2 separate regions of the Mus musculus genome follow, and region 2 is linked to region 1. The links are chromatin contacts, called in public Hi-C maps. All regions are on one chromosome and are shown on one strand. The core of a region is the stretch at or near the end of the contact, and the rest is flanking DNA. Distances in the headings are between cores, read along the strand shown. Region 1 overlaps Iqgap2 (IQ motif containing GTPase activating protein 2). Region 2 overlaps Sv2c (synaptic vesicle glycoprotein 2c).

Evidence for each region. A called contact is a pair of places that touch in the nucleus more often than the background predicts.
Region 2: a Hi-C map of the G1E-ER4 cell line shows a contact between it and region 1, with 6 times the contacts expected there. The contact joins two enhancer-like sites. A contact is called at or near these places in 2 of 39 promoter capture datasets (liver and pre-B cells), 2 of 15 datasets of contacts at CTCF or cohesin (CD8 T cells and the G1E-ER4 cell line), 7 of 484 Hi-C or Micro-C datasets (CD8 T cells, CD8 central memory T cells, the G1E-ER4 cell line and 2 more), 3 of 115 datasets of contacts at active chromatin or transcription factors (embryonic stem cells and memory CD8 T cells) and 3 of 9 other capture datasets (adipose tissue, liver and pancreatic islet).

The regions. Positions count from the first base shown.
Region 1 is chr13:95,677,095-95,681,905 of GRCm38.p6, reverse strand. All of the region lies in intron 17 of Iqgap2 (IQ motif containing GTPase activating protein 2), which reads left to right. It overlaps Gm33074 (a long non-coding RNA gene), which reads right to left. Exons shown (of 2, transcript XR_382776.3): 2 at 1,669-2,122. Among named protein-coding and RNA genes, the nearest start is that of Gm48745, 5.6 kb to the left of the region's middle. Within about 2 kb of position 2,270, at least 27 of the 459 cell types and tissues checked have an H3K27ac peak or open chromatin away from gene starts, as enhancers often do. A contact at or near this core is called in the G1E-ER4 cell line, where this site is marked.
Region 2 is chr13:95,958,701-95,963,237 of GRCm38.p6, reverse strand. It overlaps Sv2c (synaptic vesicle glycoprotein 2c), which reads left to right. Exons shown (of 13, transcript NM_029210.1): 13 at 1,775-3,795. The coding sequence ends at 1,958. Among named protein-coding and RNA genes, the nearest start is that of Gm24032, 64 kb to the right of the region's middle. Within about 2 kb of position 1,752, at least 126 of the 459 cell types and tissues checked have an H3K27ac peak or open chromatin away from gene starts, as enhancers often do. A contact at or near this core is called in the G1E-ER4 cell line, where this site is marked.

The DNA.
Region 1 (4,811 bases), core at 1,021-3,520:
GAACGGAATGGATACCTCAGATCGGGGTTGAAATTGTGCTTCTCCAAACAGCAGCTTCTCCACATGTCCATCTACTGCTGAACTTGGGATTTTAAGAGTTAGCGGATGGTCATTAATGTCTAGCTTCTTCTAGCCTGAGCCAACGGAAGAACAGCTGAGCTGGCGCACATTTAACCTCTCCAGGGGGTGGTCTTTGTGTAATGGACACTCTTTGTTTAGACCTAGGAGAAAAATCATCAGCACCCACTCTTTAAAGACTGTGAGAGAGACAACAACAAAAATGCATGAGCTGAGCTTTCCCACAGGAAGGGAAAGAACTCAGCAGAGTTAGATGTCTCTTCTGTGTTCGTGCTTTACCCTCGACCAGCCAGGATGCTAGCTTCCCCAGGTCTATGTGTGTGTCATTTTCTCCAGAGGCTAACACAAGCACGTCAATGATTGGCGGAGCTTGAAGGCCTTTGCTTTAGCTGGTATCTATCTGAAGTTTCCCAAACTGAAGGTGTTTTGGTAGTAGAGTTTCTCTTTCATAGCTATTGATGAACTTCTGTGCCTTGCCTTTATGTTATTTGGGATGGAGGATAACTTAGTGTTCTTGTATCTTTCATATATGTTGGAGTACTTTATTTGCTCAAAATGTCAGCAGGACTTAAATGGCTTTTTTTTTAAAAGAAATCTCTGTTGTAGACCTTACACTTAGCTTTTTCTATGTGAGCCAATGAGTTTCTAATGCAAAATCTTTCTAGCTTATCTGTTGAAAACATAGCCTAAAAATAGAATCATCTAAACCCCTAAAAGCTAACTCTAATTAGGTACAAAATCCAAAATATCAACCAATGTGATACAATTTGGACCAGCCCTGAGCTCTCCAGTCTTGATACAATGTTGCAATTGGGACTCTGCCTGAAGAGCTCACCCTTAGAGATTGATTGTCCTTTGTAGTGGAACCCAATGCGGAAGTTACCAGAGTGCTGTTTTAGGACTGAAATGATCAGGTGGGGCCTTGCTCCTCTACCTCAGCCGTAGTTTAGGATTGTCACTAAACTCAAAACTCCTCCATCTTGCCTTCTTTCCTTCCATCTGACGAATTTCCAACATCAATCCCATGATGTCTAACAGTGAGGTAATTACACTGATGCAGCCCAGAAGTGAATCCACTGACCCATAAAACCAAATGACCAGGAGGCAGAAAGCATCATGTTAACCTAATTTCTCAGCAAAGTTGCTAATAGATGTCTCATTAAAGAAATACTGGAAGGTTTCCACCTAGACAAAACAATTTACACTTTCTAGACAGGTGACTGACCCAGACATATAGTCTTAAAATTTTTGAAGGAGAATACAGAACCAAATCTTCTTGGCCCATGCCAGCCAGATCCAAGCTGTATTTGGAGTTCATCAGAAGGTGTCCAATCAACACCTTTGGAGGGAAGCCACTGTTCCCAGTGATGGCAGTTGGACCCACTGCCTTGTGTATGCTAGGCAACTACTCTACACTACGCCCCCAATAAATCACCCAGTCTTAGAACAATTAGAAGTCTCTAACAGAATTGTTTAGGGCTGAGTGTATGGCTCAGTGGTAGAGTGTTTACTAGCATTCCTGAAGTTCTGGGTCCGGTTCCCAACACCAAAAAAAAAAAAAAAAAAAAAAAAAAAGTAAGCCAGAAAAAATCATCATAAGCAAAGGAAATTTTATTTACATCAACTATATAGAAAATGAATATAATTTATAAAATGTAAGTGAAGTAAACATTGATATTTTTCAAGAAAAATTTATATTGTAATTCCCAAGGAATTTAATAATGAAGCAATGTGTGTGCGGCAGGGTGGGGCAAATGGATCAGTAACAACCATGGCAAGTAAAGGAAACTGTGACATCATCAAGTGTAAATGATTGAAAGTTCAGAGTGAAAGATAGACATTGACAAGTATTCAAACAGGCCTGAAGTTGGGAGGACATTTCGTCATGTAAAAATCCTGATGCCTGGCAGGACTGTGAGGCTTGAACTGCATAGTTCCCACTGAAGACATCCCCTGGTGTGCAGCTCTCAAGTGCTCAGTGTTTGGTCCCTGATGAGGTGGGAGACGTGACTCAGAGGGCACATGGTGGGGATCGCTGCTGTTTCTGTGGGAAGAGATAAAAAGAAAGAAAAATTATCCAACAGGACAAACATATAACTACAGTGGAAAGCTTTTCCCCTGACTAATGAAAACTGGGTTACATCTCTTAGGAAAGGCTGAGTGGGCTGGAGAGATAGCTTATCAGTTAAGAGCACTACTGCTCTTCCAGAGGACTCTGGTTGGATCCAGCATCCATGTCATATGGTTCACATCTGTCTATAACTATAGCTCCAGGAGACCCAACACCTTGTTTAGGCCTCTACAGATATTCGTACAGATGTGACACGCACAGAAGTAAAGCATAAATTTAAATCTCGGCCCTAGGAGTTACTTACTGAACTTTAAGGGAGGAAGGCCACAAGCATTCAAGCCAAAAGAAGAAATGGCTTGTGTGAAGCAACTTCAGAGCCTGAGGGATGCAAAGTAGGGGAGTCCCCTTAAGGGCATCCCTGGTGCTGACCTAATACACTTAGCCTTGTGCGTTTGCCAGACATTAGAAAGACGGGAAGGAATTGTTCAGTTTCCTAGCCCCCCTGTACAACAATGGCATTAGCATCATGATTAGAGTTTGGGGTACCCGTTATCAAGCGGGGCAGCTGGTTCAGCACCTCTGGTTTTCTGGAGATTAACATTGAAGATATATAAAGAAGAGGAGTAGTCACCAGTATTTCAACATCACACAGTAAATATATTTATAGCACCAGAAAACAGAATAAGGTGGCTACTGTAACTTTTCCTGCAAGTTCCCATAGCAGCTAAGAAAACAGTTTTACTATATAAAAAGCTGTTTCTAACTGGCTTTATGATTTAAACTTTTGTCTCCTTTTACATCATAACAGCTTCTTTGCTCCACTGTTAGACCCATGCTTGTTTATTGGAAGATCTTGCAGTTTATGAGCGTGGACAGAGGCAGACATACTGGATAGAAAACTTCAAAGCTGAGAGAGAGAAATGGAGAATTTTGACAAATTAAATCTAAAGCATATATAGCTTAAGGGTCCATAGTTTGCCAAAGAATGATACTCCAGACTCAAAATAGTTGGTAAACACAAAGAGTATTTTATTCTACAAAAGTCCAGCATGTTGGGGTCTCCCAATTACCAAAATAGACACAACCAAGTGAGCTCTCAGGCTGACTTAAAGCACATTTGGGGATTCTGGGGTAGGTGACCTTTGTCTTACTCCCATCTCTAGGGACATTAAATTACCAGGGTGTGGGGGCTGGAAACTGTTGCTGGGGAGGTCTGGAAACTGCTGCTGACCCATTGTCCTTGCCTCAGACCAGGTGGTGGGCAGCTTCTGAAGGCAGGACTTACCTGGACTTGCCTCATTCTTGGAAACAAGGATTTAGGCCTCATCTCCTGAACTAATCTGAAGCCTGTTGTGGAGTCAGCTTAGCCTTCTCGATAGTATTTCTGCTCCCGTAAAGATAAAATATCCACTAACTCAGTCACCTTTGTGTAGAAGGTAGCAATGAATATTTCTAACAGAAAGATTCTGAGGAGGTCTAGTGTGTGTATGTGTGTGTGTATTACATATACATTATATATATATTTTTTTTTCACATAATTGTACCTGCAAGACCCACCAAACGTATGAACTGTTGAGAGTTTTCTTGGCTTTTGACAGCCACACTCTTGTGGAGTCCCAGTGATTGGCGCAGTTGGAAACACTTCCCTGTCTCCATCACGTTGATGATCCATTTTTGTGAATACTTGCTGATGACATCCGACAGCAGTTTCTCCTCTCATCTCAGAAATGCCACCCTGCCGCAGTCCCATGGCAGCATTTCTAAATGGTCACGTGATTAAGAATCCTTTAGCTGTGGCTGTTTACATCTTTACTGCTCACAGTGTGAGCCACGTTCCAGCATGCTCATTGCACAAAGCATCAGAGCTACAGAACCCCAAGCCTCCGTGGTCCTGTTGAATCCCAACCTGCCTGTGCCAATAAATTCCTCAGGTCCTGTCTTCTTACACAGAAACTCATCTTTACCAACCAATATTATGAAGTCATTTGAAAATTTCTAAACCCATTTTTCAATATTTTTAACAATTGTGTTAAACTCTTAAGTTTGTTTGGTTTTATTTCTTTAAATTTTGGTTTGATTTGCTTTGGTGTGTTTATGTTTGGAGGGTCTTTTTTTTTTTCTTCTTCTTTTTTTTCTTTAACTTCATTTGTATGAGTCTTTGGCCAGGTTATACTATGCACCATGTGCTTGCTGGTGCCCCTGCAGGCCAGAAGAAAAGGCATCAGATCCCCTGTAACTAGAATTATTAATGGTTATTAAGCCACCAAGTGGGTGCTGGGAACCAAATCTGGGTCCTCTGGAAGAGCAGCCAGTACTCTTATCTCCTGAATCATCTCTCTAGCATGGATTTTTTTTTAAGTGTTGATTTAAAAAAAATGTTTTTTTTTGGGGGGGGTCTTTTGAGTTTGACATCTTTATAATGATGTATTTTAAAATATCCCAAAATATAGTATATAATTTGAAGTCTTTTATTTCTTTTTTAGTTGACCCCTGTGAATTTAAGACTTAGATAATGTGAATAACATCTTTAATATATTTTTATTTTTGACATACAGAAAAACATTCAACCTTGTAACTAGTCAATTGATTCCCTTGTGCAATAACTACTTTTAGTTTTTTGAGACAAGGTTTCTCTGTGTAGCCCTAGCTGTCCTGGAACATA
Region 2 (4,537 bases), core at 503-3,002, 280 kb before region 1:
CCAGGTCCTCCTGTCTTCACAGTCAGAACTGACAGGAACTGAGCCATCTCTCAGCCCATGGCGACACTACATTAGCTCACCATGAACTAACTTGCTCGTTCATTCCTAATGCTGAACACCACTAATCTGAAAGGCCACATGCTTGTGAGTTTCAGACTGTAAAGCACTTTGGACGGCAAGTTTCTGGATGAAAGTATTCAACTAGGAATGGCTGTGCACACACTCCAAATTCTAACCTGAAACAGCTAAGGTCCCACAGGTTCCAGATCAGGCGTGCTCAGGCTGCATTTGTTCTCCACCCACTAGCAAAAACATACTTGGTACCTAAGAGGAGGACACACCTCTTGAAAATTCAGTTGACTTTAATTGTTTAAAAATCAAGCACGGACTGGAGCGATGGCTCAGTGGTTAAGAGCACTGACTGTCCTTCCAGACAACCTGAGTTCAATGAATTCACAGCCATCTGTAAGGGGATCTGATGTCCTCTTCTGGTGTGTCTGAAGACAGCAATAGTGTATTCATATAAATAAAGAAATAAGTAAGTAAGTAAGTAAGTAAATAAATAAATAAATAAATGTTTTTAAAATTGAGCACATTATACTGACCTGGCAGCAAATACCCTATAATCATAGTTCTCAAGAAGCTGAGACAGGAGGATTGTAAGTTAAGTGCTAACTGATTCCTGCAAGGTCTCTGATCTCCACATACACACTAGATGAATAAATGAGTATAAAAATAAAATCTAGGAATATTCATTTAGATAACTAATAAGAGGAAAATGAAAATAAAATAATCCTAAAGAAACCCATTGCCAAATCACTATCAATAGGGTAAAGCATTGGAAGGGACCTGGGTGGGTCCGGGTGTGCTGTTAAGAGATCACCCTGTGCAACAAACCTAAAGCAAGAGGTTTGGGGGTGGGGTAGCAAAAACAGTCTCAGAGTGGGGACATGAGACAGACAGACTGAGAGACAGTTAAAACGAGAGGGACAAAATGAGAGAGAGAAAGAGAGAGAGAGGGAGAGAGAGAGAGAACACACACACACCGTGATGTTGACAGATGCCCTTTAAAGGGTCTGTGTTGCATAGCAACTCTTAGCGGTGGTGGGAACTCTTAGCTATGGTCGAAATGCACAGCACTGGATGCTGACGTAAGTAAACTACAGGTGCTGAGTCGCTGAGAAGCAGGCTGATAGTGTCTGACAGACGGCAGTTGTATTTTATACTGGAACAAAATTTGAATTTCCTTATTTCCTCTATTTAAGAGGTGTCACCAAGATTCTGGACACTTATAAAACAAATAACAAGTCACTTTTGTAAAGACTTGAGAGCCTGCTAGATCGCCCAGTCCCACTCCCTGGACAGAGGAGGTGGCCCAGCTTCTCCCAAGCTAAGCAGAGGCTAGCTGACTCCTACGGAAAGAGGCTTTAAGCCTGCTTTTATCCTGAGAGGACTTACACGGAGTGAAATTAACTTTTACTTAGTAGAACCATCCTTCCAACACATTGGACCAAGAAAGAGCTTTTTTTTCTTCTTCTGTACCAAAATAAGAGTCAGTAGAGTCGTACGTACGTCATCAGGAGACCGGCCGCAGCAGTGACAGCTGGCTTCTCTGCCTCCGCGTTTGCTAACAAGCATTTTAATTATCTGCTTCACTAACATACGGCACAAACCACGTAAAGACCATCAGGGTGACTGCGCAGAACGTGTAAGTTTAAAGCTGGACTCCCGAGCATCATTTTCTAAACCTTGACTGTGTTTCTGTCCCTTGCAGAGCAACGGGCTTCGGCTTCTTGAACGCCCTCTGTAAAGCGGCGGCCGTCCTGGGAAACTTAATCTTCGGCTCCTTGGTCAGCATCACCAAAGCCATCCCCATCCTGCTGGCTTCCACTGTGCTCGTGTGTGGAGGACTCGTGGGGCTGCGCCTGCCCGACACACGAACCCAGGTTCTGATGTGACGTGACAAAAGCCATTCCCTTCCTCCCACCGTGGGTCGGTCGTATTGCCTGACTCAAAGCTTCAGAGTTTTAATGTATAGAAAGGTGGCCAAGTATCAGAACACAAACTTTTGCTGTGATGTAACGTGTAGCTGCGTATTGTCTTACCCCGCCAGTGTGATTTGCAGGGTTTCCCGCCCCCCCTCCCCCCGTGCACTGTTAGCTTTTCCTAACTGTGATGTTCCTGCTTCTCAGTGCCCAGTGGAAGTGTTCCTAAAATGTCTCAGTTGACCAGGCTTCCCCAAGGACTACATTCACCAAGAATCTAAAAAGTCTGTGCTGGTGTAAGAAATAGACCCTGCTGGCGACGCTCTACTAACAGGAAGTTTAAATTGGCATAATTTTGTGCTGAGGAAAGGGATTTCTTTTTCTTCTTTTTTCTTTCTCTCTTTCTTTCTCTCTCTTTCTTTCTTTCTTTCTTTCTTTCTTTCTTTCTTTCTTTCTTTCTTTCTTTCTTTCTTTCTTTCTTTCTTTCTTTCTTTCTTTCTTTCTTTCTTTCTTTCTTTTTCTCATACCGAGTGATACTTCCTGTTTTCTTAGAAAAAAGACAGCCTGCCAGCCACTCTAGCTGTTACAGCAGGGGGTTTCAAGACAATTGTGTGACACCAAGCACTTCTGGGCGGGGCTCTTTTGGGCAGGATGATTAGGGTGGTTTTGTTAACAAGAAAAGTTTAAAGTCTATCCCCACTTGGCAACGAAACCCTACCTGAGCAGCACAAGGCAGATTTTTAGATAGAAATTGGAATTCACAACCAAAGCCATTTGGGAAACACAGACGGGAGCCTCTCTTGTACGGTCCCTTGCGGGTCAACACCACCCACCCTCCTTTGATCAACTGTCCACTGTTACATTTTTAGCCCAAATCTCCACATCAGGTCATGTCCCTCCAGTGTCCCCAGGCTGTGGGCTCCTAGCCTTGTCTCTGGACAGTTTTTGAGCCTGCCTGCTCTCCCCAGCAACCCTCCGGCAGGCAGGACAGCATTTCCTGGTGGGTGAATATCTGTTTTACCTCTGGAATCTTCCTGAGCATGGAAGGAGGGAGGGGTCAGCAGGACGTTCCCACGGGCCAGCTGTCAGCTAAAGGACCTTCGAGTCTCTTGCCCGGTGCCCCTCCCCCAGGCCCATCCTTTTACGCGTCTTTGAAATCTGAAGCCTCCTTGTAGATTTGCAGCCTGTGATAGCAACCATCGTAAGGCCTGTGTTTAAACAGCATTCTTTGTTTAACTGCCTCTGTCTTGTTGGAGGGGGAATCCTCTTTGCTTATTTTACGCTTTTCTTGCATGACCACAGCCCCGGGCCTTCCAGAAAAAAGGAAACTTCTGTTCCCAAGAATCTGTTCAGAGATGGCCCTGCTCCCTGGAGTCCCCTCTGCCTTGCCTCCCTTCCCCTCACATGTTCCCTGATCCCTCCTGGAGCTGAAATTCTGTGAAAAGCTCTTTGATTAACATAAACCATTAATCCACTGCCCCCATTAAGTAATGCAGGCGTGGTGGAGGGGGCAGCCTTGAGTTAAGATGGGAAGCTGCAGAGAGAAAGTGGTTCCCTGCAGATAACCTGAGTACTCAGAGCCTGGACATCCAGGCTATGAGAGCCAGAGCTGCAGAGCTGACCAGGGAATCTTCGAAGCATCATTGATTGATTTGAAAGACACCAATGAGGCAGGGCCAGAACAGAACTCGCTTCTGTTTCTCATCCCTGGGAAACAAATCTGTGTTTCAAAAACCTAAGGAGTATCTATTTTTTTTTCCATGCAGGCTCATTTCTCTCTCCTATTTGCACCATGGTTGTTTTCTTTTTGAAAAAAACATGTTTGAGGCCCAGAGCAGACCTTTTGGTTGAATGTGGCATGCAACAAAATTGCTGCAAAAGTAAGATATGAATCCCTATCTTCCCATTCAAAACAAACAAACAAACAAACAAACAAGCAAACAAACCATACAAATCAAAGGCATTGCTTTCTCTACTCTGGCCTGCTGTGGTAGTGATCTTACTGGATAGTCTTTACTCTCAAATTGTCTCTGCTCCCTGATTTAGCTACAAGTACATTCCAAACTGCAAGACACAGTCATTCAGAATTTTATCTGGACACTGGGTTGGGCCAGCATGGGATGACCCAACAGAACCCTTCTTTATAAGACCATCTGTCCCCTTCAGAAAAACCATTTCTGTCAACTACCCCAAGCTTCCCAGGTGGCCCAAGAGGGATCTCTTCTATAACCTCCTGGACAATCAGTGGTCACAAGCCTTCTTGGTTGCCGTCTTGCCCACTCCCCACACATTTCCCTCAGCCTCTTCACTGTGTGTAACCTTTCCTTTCCACGACAGGGTTCTTGTTGCTTCTCAAATACATGCTGTGGCTTGTTCAGGTATAATTAGAGGTTAAGATCCAACCATGAGATTCGACAGAAGCCCCAGTTATGAGTGTCATGGGCCTTGACACCAGGGTAGACATCTGCTATCCCGTGTCATTCACATACAGGACAAGGAAATTGAAAGCTGTTTCAGAAGTGACACAGCTCCATCTGTACCTGCATTTTGAA